Linked DNA regions of Triticum aestivum: region 2 is linked to region 1. The links are chromatin contacts, called in public Hi-C maps. All regions are on one chromosome and are shown on one strand. Each heading gives the region's core, a stretch centred on a gene start, on an enhancer-like site or on the middle of the called end of the contact. The rest is flanking DNA. Distances are from core to core; before and after follow the strand shown. Region 1 holds the start of LOC123060480 (transcription factor GTE9). Region 2 holds the start of LOC123060482 (aromatic aminotransferase ISS1).

Region 1 (2,771 bases), core at 132-2,631:
AAAGTAGGAGAGACTTGGAGGTTGGCGAGGAAACCTTGAGGAACAACTTGCAGATTGAGTTTGCGGAAAACTTCACAAAGCTTGGGTTGGTAAGGCTTGAGAATCAAACTGTTGCAGTAAGCCTTCCTGCTCAAAGCGTCAGCAATTACATTGGCCTTGCCTGGAATATATTCGATACTCAGATTATACTCTTAAATCATTTCGACCCAACGAGTCTGCCTGAGGTTGAGATTAGGCTGAGTGAAGATGTACTTGAGACTCTTGTGGTCAGTGAAGATGTCCACTTTTCTTTCCAATAAGAGATGTCTCCAAGTTAAAAGAGCATGAACAACTGCCGCCAATTCGAGATCATGAATGGGGTAGTTCTTTTCATTAGGCTTCAACTGGCGAGAGGTATAAGCCACAACTTTCTTCTCTTGCATCAACACTGCACCAAGACCTTGAAGAGAGGCATCACAAAAGACCTCGAACGATTTGAATTCATCAGGAGGAGTCAGAACTGGAGCAGTGACTAACTTCTCTTTCAGGGTGTTGAAAGCGATGTCATATTCAGGAGACCAGACGTACTTCACGTGCTTCTGAAGAAGGTTGGAAAGAGGCTTCGCGATCTTTGAAAAGTTCTCAACGAACCTTCGACAATAGCTTGCGAGCCCAAAAAAGCTGCGGAGTTGCTTCACGTTCTGAGATGATTCCCAATTCACAATTACAGACACCTTCTCAGGATTCACCGATATGCCCTTGGCAGAAATGATATGCCCAAGGTAGAGAACCTCATCGAGCCAAAACTCGCACTTGGAGATAGTAATATAGACTAATAACATCGGCAAGTTACTACTCTATGTTACTTCCCATTGTGAGCAGTTTAAAAGCAGGATCTTCCCTATCCCGCACGTGGTTCCCTCGCTCCAATTTTTAGGGGAAATCTCCTTTTCACAACCGAAAAACACCCAGCAGGCAGACCAGGAGTCCCAAGACCCACTGCTTCCACGTGTCACCAGCCTTCGCCTCCAGGTCACACCGCTCTCCGGCCGTCACCCGACCCACCCAGATCCCGCGTGCTGGACAAAAGACGGCCGCTCCCTAAACAGTACGGTACTACACCAAACCTACTCAACCACAATGACAAGTGGTCCCAGAAACCTTGTCGCCCCACGATACATCGTCATACAGCCCGCGATCCTTGCCCAAACCAGAAACCTTCTGGAAGAAAGTCAAAGCGCGCCCCGCTCCACGTCACGTCGGTCCCGGTGGGCCCCGCGCGTACATCTTTCCCGCTGCCCGTCCGATCCCCGCCAACCGACGGCCACGATCGGGCACCCACCGCCCCTCGTATCCCCCCACCCCTATAAATACCCACCTAGAGGGGCACCAGCCCCGCGCGCGTCAAGTCGCATCGAATCGTACCGTTTCGCTCCGCTCCGCTCCACTTCGGGTCTCGACTGGACCGGCTCGTGCGCAGGAACCGACTCTACTTTGGGTTCGGGCTCGGTCGCTTCGGCGAGGAAGAGGAGTTCGGGCTCGGTCGCTTCGTCGAGGAAAAGGATAAGCAGGCACAGACGCGCACCGCATCGCACCCTGCACCTCCCGTCCTCCCGTCTCGCCCGACGCCACGGCCGGAGCCCGGAGAATCCACGCCGCGGCCGCTCGCCCTCCCGCTCCCAGGAGGCTCCCGCGGCCCGCCCGCCCGGCGCCCCGGCGGCCGTCCTGCCCACAGTAGGCGGAGGGGGGAGGCGCTTGCAGGCTCACCGTCAAGCCGCAGCGGCGGATCTGTCCCCAAGCCACAGCCGCCGAGGTCTTCGACGCCGCGCAGGGGATCACGGGGCGCGTCTCGGTCTCGTTCCAGATGCCAACGACCTCAATCTCCAAGCCTAAGGTGAATTAACCCCCTTCCAATCTGAAATCCACTCGTTGGCATCTACATTTGTAGCTTCTGTTTGGATTTAGATCTGATTGATTTCACCAGTGGGAAATTAACAAATGATGCTGTCATATCCCGCTTTCAAGCCATGATGACATAGGCTCGCTTGGTACGGATTGGTCCTAGGGCCAAGTGTAATGTTAGGGTTTTGCTGCACGACATTTGAATACCTGTAAATTTCGGTTTGTGTGTTCTCATTTCAATCCGCGTGAGGTTTCAATTTGGTGCCTGTGTGTGTGGCTGAAGCTGTTTGTCATTATTCAGCAGGTCTGCGCCTCGCTGGCGCCTGGTAACATGACACCAACGGTCCGCATGGAGTGCGGGCCGCAGATGCAGGCTAAACGGAGCTACGATGAAATAGCTTACCGGGGCACGGGGTATGCAGAGACTGTGGGCGAGTCAGGCAGCCCTGTTCGTGCTGGCCCGGAAGGTTTCTCGGCGTCAAAACGCAAGTGCATCAGCCTTAATAGTGATGGCTTTGATGTGAAGCGAGAGATCTTTGTCCCGTCTAAGATGTCGTCGTCTGAGCGGCGCTACCTTCGGAAGAGATTCCGGGCAGAGCTTGATTCGGTTCGAGAACTCCTCAAGAAGCCAGAGTTTTTGTCCGTCATGCCTGTCAGCAAAGCACCTGCGCTGTCATCGTCAGCTGCCCCTCGAGCTAAAAAGGTGCAAAGGGGGAGCCATGTTGTCCGTGGTGCCAAGGGACGCTTCTTGCCGACAAAACCCCGGCCTGAAACGTCTACAGTGTTGCCTGAAGCTACAATTCTCAAGCAGTGCGAAGCTATTCTGAAGAAGCTGATGACTCAGAAATGTAGTCATATTTTTAATGATCCAGTAGACGTGGAAAAGCTGA
Region 2 (2,771 bases), core at 133-2,632, 790 kb before region 1:
GCCTAGAATCTTCCCAAACAACACCGGAACAAACACAATGATAGGTTAATACGCCAAGAAATTCAGGCAGGTTTACCTGCGCAAGCGACATCACATCAGTGACCCCTCGAAGCAGCTCTTGTATCTGAAAGAAAAAAGGGAACCAGGAAGAGGCCACCAAGTAAGACAAAGAAATTGGGGATAATAAAGGCAGGAGATTGTTGACGAGGTGGGGTGGGGTGGGGAGGTCTATCTCACCTTCACCATGACCGGCGCCTCCGTCTCCACGCACCTCTTGGCCAGCTTGGCGAAGCTGCCCATGGCCTCCCCCCTCCTCCAAGAACCTGGAACTGGGGATTGGGGAGACGAATTTGAGCCGGAGATCCGAGAAGACTGACCAGAGAAGGGAGGCGAGGCGAGGCGAGGCTAAGAAGGCGTGGAAGGAAGAAGGGGGCGGGCCTAAATAATTCTCGGACAACAACCTCTGGGTGTGTAGTCCCCAACTGATCCCGAGCTCGCTCGCTCACCAACCCCGAAGGAGGCAAGGCGTAGGCACGCAGACAAGGAGAAAATTAGTGAGAGATTCGAGGAGCCCGGCCTCTTTTTCCCACTGTTTTCTGTTCTTCTTTTCTGTCTCTTCCCCTGGACTTTCTTGGCCCAGCCGGGTCGCTGGAGGAGGAGGATAAGCCTTGATCTCTCTCTCTCTCTCTCCTTCTTGGGACTAAAAAATACGGACTACTAGTGTTTTTGGCAGCCATTTGGTGTGAAAATAAAATGCGAGCCCAATTTCTGCTGCTGCGAGATTTAGGGGGGCGGCATTTCACGCGGATAATTCTGGTCAAATTAATGGTTAGGTTTTGTTGATGGAAACAAAACTCCTAGTGGGGAGCTGAGGCTATAAATAAAGAAAGAACACGGGAAGGTGCCATGCCACCGGCGCTAGATCTCTGGCGACGAAGGCACACTTTGCGTTTCCCAGGGAAATCGGGGGATGGCAGTAGTATAATCCAGGTGCGAACAAAAAGGCCCGGAGATGGAGGCAGACCCGGTCAGGCAGCCAGCCACCGTGCTGTGCTGCGCACACAGCGGACCCGGTCACACGGGTGAGGATGGCACCACCAAACCACCAACCCCGCGAGTCCACGGCGACGCGCGGTCGATCTACTCTGCCTATCTACTCTACTCTATCCACCCGCACGAGGAGAACGAGGAGGGAAGGCTTGGATGGGATTGGCTTGGCTTCTTACCGGGAGGCTGGGCGCGGCGGGTGACGACGACTGTACGCCGTCCGTCGGGTCTCCGGCTACTGTAATTTGTAGTACGCGATGGGCGGAGGTGGGTGGGTGCGTGTGCGTCGTCGGGTCCCTGTCGCGGCGGGCGTGCCTGCGTGCATGAACTGAGTTGGCTCGGATCGGTTCCAGGCGTGAGCGGTGACGTGACGGCATGGAACTGGAGGTTGGAGAGACGACATGGAATCGTGCATCCGGTGCTCTTACTTTCTTCTTTCTTTTCGTAAAACGGCCTCAACGGGAAAGAAATCAGCCGATTCTCAGGCACGACACGTATTCTATGGGCCTTTATTATCTCAACAACAACCCGTAAATTTTCTCCCGCATACGTCCGTGAAAAGAGAGGGGACCAGTCGCAGACACAGATGCGGAGAGCCGCCATACAACACTGTCCGCATACATCCGGCCAACAATTCGAACGAACCGAACGAAATTCATTCAAAACGACCGGATTTCATATAAACCGCACGACACGTATCTATAGGCCAGGCACATGTCTCGGCCTTATTGTATCTGGCCCACAAGCACCGGTTATTTTCTCCTTTCGATTTTGTTTTCTTGCCTTCACAAGTCAAATCATCCCTCTCCCTTTCTCTTGGGGATATAGCTATCAGGTACGACTAAGTCCTTTTGCTAGGATATCTGCCGTGACAATTCCACGACAGTTGGCGCCCACCGCGGGGCCAGCGCACGGTGGATTTGAATTCTTGAAGGGCAACTTCGAAGGGCTCAAGGGATACGTTGTGGGCCGGATGACCAAGAGTCGTCGCGGCAAGCTCTACATCGACGACGAAAGCTGGGGCCCCGAGACCGGCTCAATTGAGTACGGGTACCGGGTCCCCTTCGGCGGGATTCATGTCTTCATTGGCCGGATCGGCGAATCGGGCCCTGAGCCGGACGTCTGCACCAACATCATCGAGACGGCTCAGCGCGCGAGGCCCGCCCGGGCCCGACCCGCTGTAAAGCGTGCCTTTGTGGGTTGCATACATGGAGGTGAATACTCGGAAGGATCAGTGGATGGCGGTGAGACGGCCATCTGTTCCGACGCTACGTCATCAACAGGCGAGACGGATTCTTTGTATCAGTTGCAGGATGGCATGCTTGGGGGCTGTTCCGATGGCAGCAGTATTCCGGACCCCTTTGAGCCGCCGAATCGAGCCGAAGTCTTCATGGCAGGCACTCAGCCCGGGCAGAACTCCACGGCTGCAGCAGCAACAACCACCGGATCGGCAGCGGCCGGGTCAGGAGACCCCGCGCGCCCCCCGGCTCAGATGCTAATGGACCTCATGGATAAGCTGACGGCTCTGTTGACTGTTGTGATAGAGCCGGCGGATAAAGTTCAGCATGACGCGGAGGTGGCACGGGTACGCGAAGAGATGGCACAGGCCAAGGAAAATTTAGCAGCAGAAGAGGTCAGGATGGCCGCGAAGCGGGTGGCTTTGGACGCTCGTGCTCAGCAGCTTCAAGCGGAGACTTTCCGGCTCTCGGTGGATCTGAACGCGT

What was found. Hi-C and Micro-C count contacts between places; a contact is called where the count stands out from the background.
Region 2: a contact with region 1 is called in a Hi-C map of leaf, with 4 times the contacts expected there. The contact joins the promoter of LOC123060482 here to the promoter of LOC123060480 in region 1. A contact is called at or near these places in 3 of 5 Hi-C or Micro-C datasets (all in leaf).

The regions. Positions count from the first base shown.
Region 1 is chr3A:96,665,847-96,668,617 of IWGSC CS RefSeq v2.1, reverse strand. It overlaps LOC123060480 (transcription factor GTE9), which reads left to right and starts at 1,381. Exons shown (of 11, transcript XR_006427985.1): 1 at 1,381-1,873; 2 at 2,183-2,771.
Region 2 is chr3A:97,458,104-97,460,874 of IWGSC CS RefSeq v2.1, reverse strand. It overlaps LOC123060482 (aromatic aminotransferase ISS1), which reads right to left and starts at 1,382. Exons shown (of 10, transcript XM_044483230.1): 1 at 1,227-1,382; 2 at 238-329; 3 at 77-124. The coding sequence starts at 300.